Regions from separate parts of the Mus musculus genome. Here region 1 is linked to region 2. The links are chromatin contacts, called in public Hi-C maps. All regions are on one chromosome and are shown on one strand. The core of a region is the stretch at or near the end of the contact, and the rest is flanking DNA. Distances in the headings are between cores, read along the strand shown. Region 1 overlaps Pbx3 (pre B cell leukemia homeobox 3). Region 2 overlaps Mvb12b (multivesicular body subunit 12B).

Evidence for each region. A called contact is a pair of places that touch in the nucleus more often than the background predicts.
Region 1: a contact with region 2 is called in a Hi-C map of cerebellum, with 1.7 times the contacts expected there. The contact joins two enhancer-like sites. A contact is called at or near these places in 2 of 484 Hi-C or Micro-C datasets (cerebellum and palatal mesenchyme).

Annotation. Positions count from the first base shown.
Region 1 is chr2:34,177,389-34,181,758 of GRCm38.p6, forward strand. It overlaps Pbx3 (pre B cell leukemia homeobox 3), which reads right to left. Exons shown (of 9, transcript NM_016768.2): 6 at 789-954. Among named protein-coding and RNA genes, the nearest start is that of C230014O12Rik, 72 kb to the left of the region's middle. Within about 2 kb of position 1,768, at least 14 of the 459 cell types and tissues checked have an H3K27ac peak or open chromatin away from gene starts, as enhancers often do. A contact at or near this core is called in cerebellum, where this site is marked.
Region 2 is chr2:33,752,652-33,757,069 of GRCm38.p6, forward strand. Mvb12b (multivesicular body subunit 12B) reads right to left here. Exons shown (of 10, transcript NM_175184.4): 8 at 2,339-2,394. All of the region lies in intron 2 of Gm52507 (a long non-coding RNA gene), which reads left to right. Among named protein-coding and RNA genes, the nearest start is that of Gm52507, 21 kb to the left of the region's middle. Within about 2 kb of position 1,835, at least 232 of the 459 cell types and tissues checked have an H3K27ac peak or open chromatin away from gene starts, as enhancers often do. A contact at or near this core is called in cerebellum, where this site is marked.

The DNA.
Region 1 (4,370 bases), core at 518-3,017, 420 kb after region 2:
TTAAAGACATTTCTTCAATCTCTGTCATAAATGCCACAGAAAACTTAAATAGAATGTTCTGTGTAAGGAGTCAAAAGTAGTGCATTTATAGCCAGCTGTGGCGGCACACACATGCAATCCCACCTATGCAGCTGAGGCAGAGGAATCACAAGTCTGAGGCCAGACAGAGCTATAAAGTGAGTTCAAGGCTTTCTTGGACAATTTAATAAGACTATCTTAAAAGGGGGGGTGGTAATTATGTAGATCAATGGCAAAGGACTAAGCTTTGCTTATGCAAAACCCTGGGTTCAATCCTTACTACCACAAAAAGCAAAACCAAAAAACCCATCTCCTTATATATAAGCCCAGCAAGCCACATGGCACAGATACAGGTTGCACCTCGAGCCTGAAGTCAAGAACACAGGAAGCACAGCAACATCTCAGCCCAACGTTCAGCTGCCCAGCAACCAGCACATCCTGCTGCTTCACTCTGACAGATCACCAATAACCCTAACGGGATGGGCAGCACAGTATATGATGGACCTTTGTCTAACTGCTGAATTAAAGGCCATGACTGGTATAATGGTTCTAGAATCTACAGGAGCAAGTGGCACTGACTGTGAACAGTGGGTTTACCAGCACAGGCTGTGGCCTTATTTATCCATCTCCAGAACAAGCCTGCAAGCAAATGCAAATCTCCCGAGAGCCCCACTGTGCACCCAGTAAGGCTGAAGCTTCAGAGTCTGTGGGCTGGGAGGCTGTGGCAGATGCCTGTCTGGCTGAGTAGGGAGTGAGCAAGCCGTACTCACCAGAGTTTGGCGTGGTGGGTGAGTTGGTCTGGTTGTTCTGCACGGCTGCAGCCACTGCATGTGCGGCTGTCACGGCTGTTTTTGCAGCATAGAGATTGGCCTCCTCTTGAAATTTGCCGATGTTCTTCTTGTACCTGATTCGTTTGTTGCCAAACCAGTTGGATACCTATCAAGTACAGGAACATGAAATAGGGAGGGTAGAGAAGTCACGAAGAAAAAGCCAAACTTCAGGTGCTTACTCTGGGATAATAAGAAGCCTCTAGTTGACACAGTGCCCTGCCTGCCACTTCGTACCACATAGGTAATGTAAAATGGTTTTAGGGGGTTCACTTTCCACTTTGGCATAGTCTTTTGAACGCTAATGGAAGAACATTGTTTCTTGGAATTGGTCATGAGAACACTAAAATGGTTGGGAGTACTGCTCGTAAAAATACCCAATTGTATGTGCATCAAACATAGTAATCAGACTACTAAAAGAAGCTGAAAAGCTACTGGAAACATTTGTTAAATTAGGTACTAAGAAGCACACTTGAAAAGAATGACTTATTGTTCTTTTGTGGACCTGAAACAATTTTGGCAGCTATATAGTAGAATCATGTTTGGTCTGCTGAAGAGGGACATCAATTAATAATGGATGAAAAATCCCTTTGTCTCCTGCCTTGGAAGACACTGCACATCTGCCAAGATGGCTGCTCAGGCTCTGCCAGTGACTGTGTGGGAAGCCTCAACCTGAAAATTCAAGCCATCTCCATAAGACCAAAGGCAAATACAGAGGAATGGCTGATTCCATAAGGCAGAACAGAGGTTTTTTTCTTTTTCTTTTTTCCAAACTGCTTGTGATGTCAGCCAGTACAAATGTGAAAGAGCATGTTGGCAGAAGGCTGATTTCATCACAACTCATAGACAGCAAAAGAAGAGCCCAACACTTAGCACTTGGATTCACACAATGTACCCAGATACCTGTAGTCGAGATATGTAAAGAAGCTAAGTCATATAGCCATATGTAAGAAGGCATGCCCAATGCTGTTGCCTAGGAGTTTGCCTCCTAGGCTACAATTTAAGTAACAATTTAAAAATATTCCCAGGAACTGCCTGTTAAATCTAGCAGAGAAACCATTGGTGTGGTATCAGCCATTGCTCTACCCTAGGTATTATCCAGAAGAGCTCCTCAGGGGCCCTGGGCAGAGAAAAAGGAATGGGATGCAGTTCAGAGCCCTCCAACCCAATTTTCTACAGTGGGCAGCCCTGCTGGCCACTTCTGCCAAGTCTTTAATTGCTTTGGAAATGGTGCTCTCATTCTTCAACTGATGGCACTCACCCTCCTGGAGAAGGCTAGAAAGCTCTGGCAAGGGCTCCCTGAGAGAAAGACAGCACTGGCCTTACTGTTGCCCATATGCTGCCATCAGAGCACTGAATACACACACGTGCACATAAACACACATGAGCACACTTGAGAGGACCCAGGCTGCAGCACAGCCTCCTCAGAAATATAAAAAACCCACCCCAAAACAAGGTGGTTGGCCAGGCCACTCAGTTATCCTCAGGCAAGGCTTAGCCTCTCAGCAATGCCAGCCATCCTTCCCAGAAGTCATTCTTCTCATGGACTCTCCACATTTTATTCCAACACCTGCCTCTTCTCTCTCTCTCTCTCTCTCTCTCTCTCTCTCTCTCTCTCTCTGTGTGTGTCCGTCTGTCCGTCTGTCCTCCAAGGCTCACCTCTTGATCCTTTTCTCTTTCTCCCCATCCACATCCCAAACTTCCAGTGATCCTCTCTATGTGGATGTCTCTGAGGTTTCTCTTTCTATTCCTAACTTTTATAAAGAATGTTAGATCTCAATGTTTAGATTCTCATAAGACCTGCCATAACCTCCAGCACATCTGGTTTAAGTGGAAGGAAAGGTGCTTCTCCTCTTTTCTCTGTGCTCCTACAATCCACATTTCCAGAGCTGTGGTGTCCACAGCAGAGTCCATGGCTCCATCCTTGGATAGCCTTGACTAAACATATACTTTATTCTGGACTAGAAAAACAAAACAAAACAAAACAAAACAAAACAAAAAAAAAAAAAACAATCTGCTCTCCTTCTTATGCACTCTTACAAACTGGCCGTAATTCTGACAACTAGAAATTCAGGAAATGAGGTCCATGTGCTCAGCCCATCGGTCTCAGGCCCTCCTGCCTGCCACCGACTTTCCCATCTCCCACTCTTCCAATGGCAGGCCTGAAGTAGGTGTGCACAGGATGACCTGGCAGGCAGACATTTTGAAGAAGAAATAGGTAGAGTCTGGCCAGATTATCTGGAGCTGGATGAAAGGGTAGAGACGTCAAAATATTGATGTGGGGCTCATGCCTGGAGCAGGGGCAGCCTTCAGAGGGACGAACCTATCAGAGAGCCTTATGATCCCTTCCCAAAACAGAGTTATGACATTCTGAAGATTAATTTATTTTATGTGTATGTATGTACACCTGTATGTATTTATGTGCACCTCAATGAGAAGGTCATAGAGTATCAGATCTCCTGAAATAAGAATTAGAGGTTGTTTCAGGATGTAAGGTCCCTCATGTGCATGCTAGGAACCAAGCCTGGGTTCTCTATAAGGACTCTTAACCACTAAGTCATCTCTCCAGCCCCAAATTATGTCATTCTAAAACCAGAAAGATAGGCCTGGGGTGTAGTGTTGTTTGGTGCTTGCCTGGCAAGCACAGAGCCCTGGGTTTCATCCACAGTACCACTTAAACAGGAGTGGTAGAGCATATACACAATCCCTGCATTCTGGAGGTAGAGACAGGAAGATGGGAAGTTCAAGGCCAGCTTCCAATGCTTAAGATCTAGTCAGAAAGAGAGAGAGAGAGAGAGATTGAGAGGAGGAGAAGGGAGAAGGGAGAGGAGAGACAGGGGAGCAGGGAGAGGGGAGAAGCGAGAGGGCAGAGGGGAGGGGGAAGAGGGGAAAGAGGGGAGAGGGGAGGAGTGGGAGAGGAGAGGAGAGGGGGGGAGAAGGGAGAGAAGAGAGAAGAGAAGAGAGAAGAGAGAAGAAAGGCAGGCAGGCCACAAAACCAAAAGCCAACTAACCAACCAACCAACCACAACCTCTGAAGAATCAAGATATAAATAGTACCCAAATGTTCAAGTTCTGATACTGATTGTTAAAACAAATCCTCTTAGAATCTCCCCACCTTCCACAGTTCATAGTCTCAGCTTAGGAGACACATCTCCAGCTGGCAGGCACATGGCTGCTTTTATATATAGTAGCCCTCTGGCTTTCTTGAGTTGGCCATTAGGCTTTAGAAAGAGTTAAGTATTGAATATATTGTTTACAGTACAAAGGGAGACAGTCCTGGTTGAGGCAGAATCTGGCATTTCTTACCCGTAATGAATGAAAATCCCCCCAACTCTGAATGTAGCAACAAAGGCCCTGTCTTAGAATTCTCTCCTTCTCAACAATTCTCTGTTGGATTCAGTACTTTGTAGTTAATATTACCTTGACAATCAGAGAAGCTATAATACATTAATGAAACCTAGCCTAGAAAATCAGATTACAGCTTTATTAACAGTTTCATAATTGAGGAATCTCTACCATGGAAGG
Region 2 (4,418 bases), core at 585-3,084:
TCATCCTTTCTTCTGCTACAAAAGGAGAAAGTGAGTGAGATTTCTGCTTTTGTGATGGAGTATGGGGCTGGAAGTGCCTAAATCAGCAGCCACCTTGACTGCTGTCTCTATAGAACAGTGTCAGGTCTAAGGAGTTCCCGGGGTCTGCAGTATACAGGGAAGCGTCAGGTGGACTTCAGATCTTTGGCAGTGATGGAGAAGGGGATCCCTGTCCATCAGGTCAAAGGGGCGAATGGGGCAGTTTTGCATATTAATGGGGCTCTGAATCCGATGGACAGTGGGACATTTCTTGGCGAATATACAGGCCAAGAAGGTCAGTTGGAGGTCCGGAGAAGCCTGTGAGACACACGAGCCTCCCTGTCGGTGAAGCTGCAGGCTCCTTCCGAGTACACCAGCTCTGTATTTCCTAGGAGTAGCAAAAGCCAGGCTTTCTGCAGCCTCGCCAGCAGGGAAAGCCTGAGAGCCCCACAGAACCCAGGAGCTGTGGTCAAAGTGCTGTGGTGGGGATAGGGCTGGTGTCTGCACAGGGCCAGGGGGTCCTGGGGGGGGGGGCGCGGGGGAGGCTGGAGGGTGGCTCTGGAGTCCAAACTGGCTGCCTCATGGTACGGGATGGGTCAATCTTGTCTGTCTGTCAGCCTGCCTGTCTGCTTGCCTGCCTGCTTGCCTACCTACCTATTCAGTTAGATATCTATAGAGAGTATGTGAGTGTGAGGGCGGCTTTCAGGAGCTGGGTCTCTTTCCACCTTGTTGAGGCAGGTTTCTCTCATTTCTGCTATGCTTTGCACTCCAGGCCGACAGGCTATGGCTCCCATCTCTTAGGGGTGCTAGGGTTACACACGAATGCCACTGTATCCGGTCTTTTTCTGTGAATCCCTGGGACCGAATTCCAGTGATTGGACTTGTGCCACAGGCCTTTTACGTGCTGAGGCATCTGGACACCCCGTCACCTTTACTTTAAAAGCCTGTTAAAGTGGCCTGGGCAGGCCCTTCTGGCCTGGCTGCAGGGGGATTAAGCAGAGAAGTGCTTGGAAGAGCTTAACGCTGAGCTTGGCCTGCATCCGGGGCCTTGAGTGCTCCGCTGAATTGGCAGCAACATATTTGTGAGGGCGAACTTGGGACAGGGCCACCAAATTAGACCCTGAGCTCCTGGGGCTGTGCTACCAGTAGCCACAAAACAGTTTGGCTGTGCTGGAGACGCCAGCCTGCGTGGTGTGAGGACGGGGCTGCCTGCCCGCCTGGCCCAGGAGCCAGCAGAGGTCCAGCTGTTGCATCATTAGGCTCTAACTATTCCACTAAACTTTCTCAACTGGAGCTGGTGAGCAGGGCAGAGCAGCCTCTCCCAGGGAGCATGGGGGAGAGTGCCAGCGTCTCCATGGCAACACAGCCAAGTGGCTCCGCTGAAGTTCCTCAGGCTTCCTGTGTCACGTCAGGAGCATTTTTCAAGATTAAGCGCTTACCAGAAGGGTTCAGAGGAGGCCTATTATATTTCATAAAAATGGAAACAACAGAGCAGGTTGGATCGCCAGCCGGGTGGTTTTAAACTGGGTCCAAGAAAAACACTGAAGGGGTCTTTAGCTGGGCCAAACTAGGGCCGTGGTGTTTAGTGATGCCTCAAAGCAATCTTCTGCAGGAAGGATAAAAGCCAGAAACAAGTTTAGTGACCCAGCACACCTCAGGCTTGCATAGCTGAGAGAGGGGTGAAGGGTGTCCTGAGGACCAGGCACTATCGGAGGTGTGACTCCAGGAGGGGATGTTGCTCAGGACAGGGCCCTGGCTGTGGCTGGCACTGCTCATGGTCTGGCTACTGGCCTCTGCTCTTGGCTGGCTTACCCAACCCTCTACCATTCAGGAGGGCTTAGGGCTCAATGTGGGCAAAGTATAGGCAGAGGCATTGGCCCTCCGTGCCATAGTGGAGCATGCAGTGTGCACACAGAATACAGCAATGACAGTGGGAACTACGGCCAACTCCATCACCATGAAGAAAAATCAAGGCCACATGTGGTGGCACAGCACTAGGGAGGAGATCTCTGAGTCCAGTGACAGCCTGATCTGTATAGTGAGTGCCAGACCAGCCAGAGCTCTATGTCTCAAGAAAACCCATTAAGCCTGGGCAGTGCATGTTTTAATCTTAGCTCTCAGGAGGCAGAGGCAGATGCATCTCTGCAAGGACAAGGCTGGCTTGGTGCACAAAGCTAGGCCAGCAGGGCTGCATTGTGAGACCCAGTCTCAGCCAGCCGGCGGGCCAGCTAGACATAGCTAAGCGTAGCTCATGTACACGGAAGCTACAGGATTTCAGGTTGGGGTGGGAGAGGAGGAGGGGGTCATACATAAAACTTACACTTTCTGGAATGCAGGAAAACTTCTCTGAAATCATAAAAGGCACACCATCCATTGCTGCAAGAGAAGAGAGGAGAGGAAGGCACTCAAGACATGGTTGCTGTCCAAGACTCTTAGATGCAAGTACAGAGGACCAGTGAGCATCTGGCTGGAGGCAGCTGCTACCCAGGGCACGTGGCTGGGAGCTAGAGTGGGACAGGACAGGGTGTCCCCTGTTCTCAGTGACTACATCCGACCCAGAGATGCAGATGTCTGCACGACTCCTCTGAGTATAGGCAGTCAGTCAGGGTATGCCCAGGGCTGGTGTGGAAGCCCTTTCCTACCCTGGGCCGGGAGTCTGACCTATATCATAAATGATGACAGCAGGAAGAAGTGGTGCGTGAGTGGGAGGAAGCTGGCAGAGGCATGTTTTTGTTCATTTTCTTGGCCAAGCCACAGATCCCCTGGGTGGTGTTGGGTGCTCATTGGCCTCCATGGAAAGACAAGTAGTTCGGTGGTCAGATGGCTAGGCCTGAGTCCTGGCCTGGACTTGCAGTGAGCATCTGAAGTCATGTATAAAAGACGTTTGGCTAATGGCAGGGAGGTGTGTGCTCTGAGTCTGCAGGGAATGTGCCCAGGCCTGGAAGAGTGAGCTCAGTGTGTATGTGGGAGGGGCGGGGGGGGGGGGACTACAACACGTGCTCACAGTCACTGATTCTTTGTCATGGCTTCAGGGCTGAATTAAGACTTGCCCCTGTGCTTAGTTTCCATAGGACATGAGGAAGGATGTGGACCAAGCAGCCTGTGTGAGAGAAGTGCGGGGCCTGGGAAGCCACTTCCTTCCTGTATGTACCATGTGCCTTGCAATCCATCTGTGTCTAGATCTCCACCGCCAAACTGGTGGCAGTATTGCCACAGAGGAGGAACATGTGGTGCAGGCCCTCACAGTGTCACCCGTGAACAGAGAACCCGGCTGCTGACTGAGCTGAGGCAAAACTCAGTGTCCAGATCTGGCCCTTAGTGCAGGGACCTGCAGCCTGCAGTAAGAGGGTGGTTTGTTGTAGACTGTGATTTTGGAGTGGACATTGTGCACCCCACCCCCAAATGTTTCCTAAAATGAAGGCTTCCCTGGTATTCAAACACTGGGGCCAGCTTTCAGGGCTGGGGAAGAGGAAAAGTAGAAGTAGAAAAAAGAACGCGGGAGGAAGGGATGAAACCCGGTCCAGTGTCTGCTGTGATGGGCTATACATGTATGTTAGGCTGTGTCCATAATGACCACAGGGAAGAGGGCCGGCCTGCACTCTGGGCCCTCTCTCTATGGGCTACTTCCTGTGTGAGCTTTCCATGCTCAACAAACACCTGTGGCAGGGGCCATCTCCCACTGCAGCTGGGCCCTAGAACCCAGAAGAGAAGGCTAATGTCACAGGTTTGTGATATTAACACAGGAAGGAGGGCCCACGTTGTGACATCCTAGCACCACCTGAGAATCTGCCACAACACACATAGTCCCACCAATGAAGAATCCTTGGAAAGCCACAAGCTTGTCAGAGAGGGAGGCAGGCAAGTCCCATCAACATGCAGAGAGAGGCCATACCAGCCTGCCACCAACCATCCAATGTAAGCTCTAAGCTTCTGTTCACTCCACACAGCATTTGCGTGCTATGGCCTCAGATGCTTGCAGGGCCCCGTGCCACTTCTGATCGTTTTTTGAGATGGCCAAGCAGAGCTCCAGAGTTTGGAGCCTCCCGAGGTCAATCAGGGAGGAAGGAGTAACTTAGAAGCCTTGACTTATGAGACTTGGACAAGGACAACAGAATTTCACCTACACATGGGTAAGGGAGCATGCAGATTACTGCTCCTGCCCCTGTGCAGAGCAAACGGAGCTTCTCTGTACCAACTTCTATAGTGAAGTCCTCACCCGCAGCCTTAAGGGAGCTCTGCAGCCTACTGGCTGTCGGAGGGGAGAGTGTTTCATGTTGTAAGAAACGTAAGGCCGCACGATGGTGGCCACCAGGATGCTGGTGGCAGAGATGTAAGCCCCTTGTGCCCGGACCTGACTGCAAGGAGGCATTTGGTAAAGTGACTGAGGTGGGGACTTACAA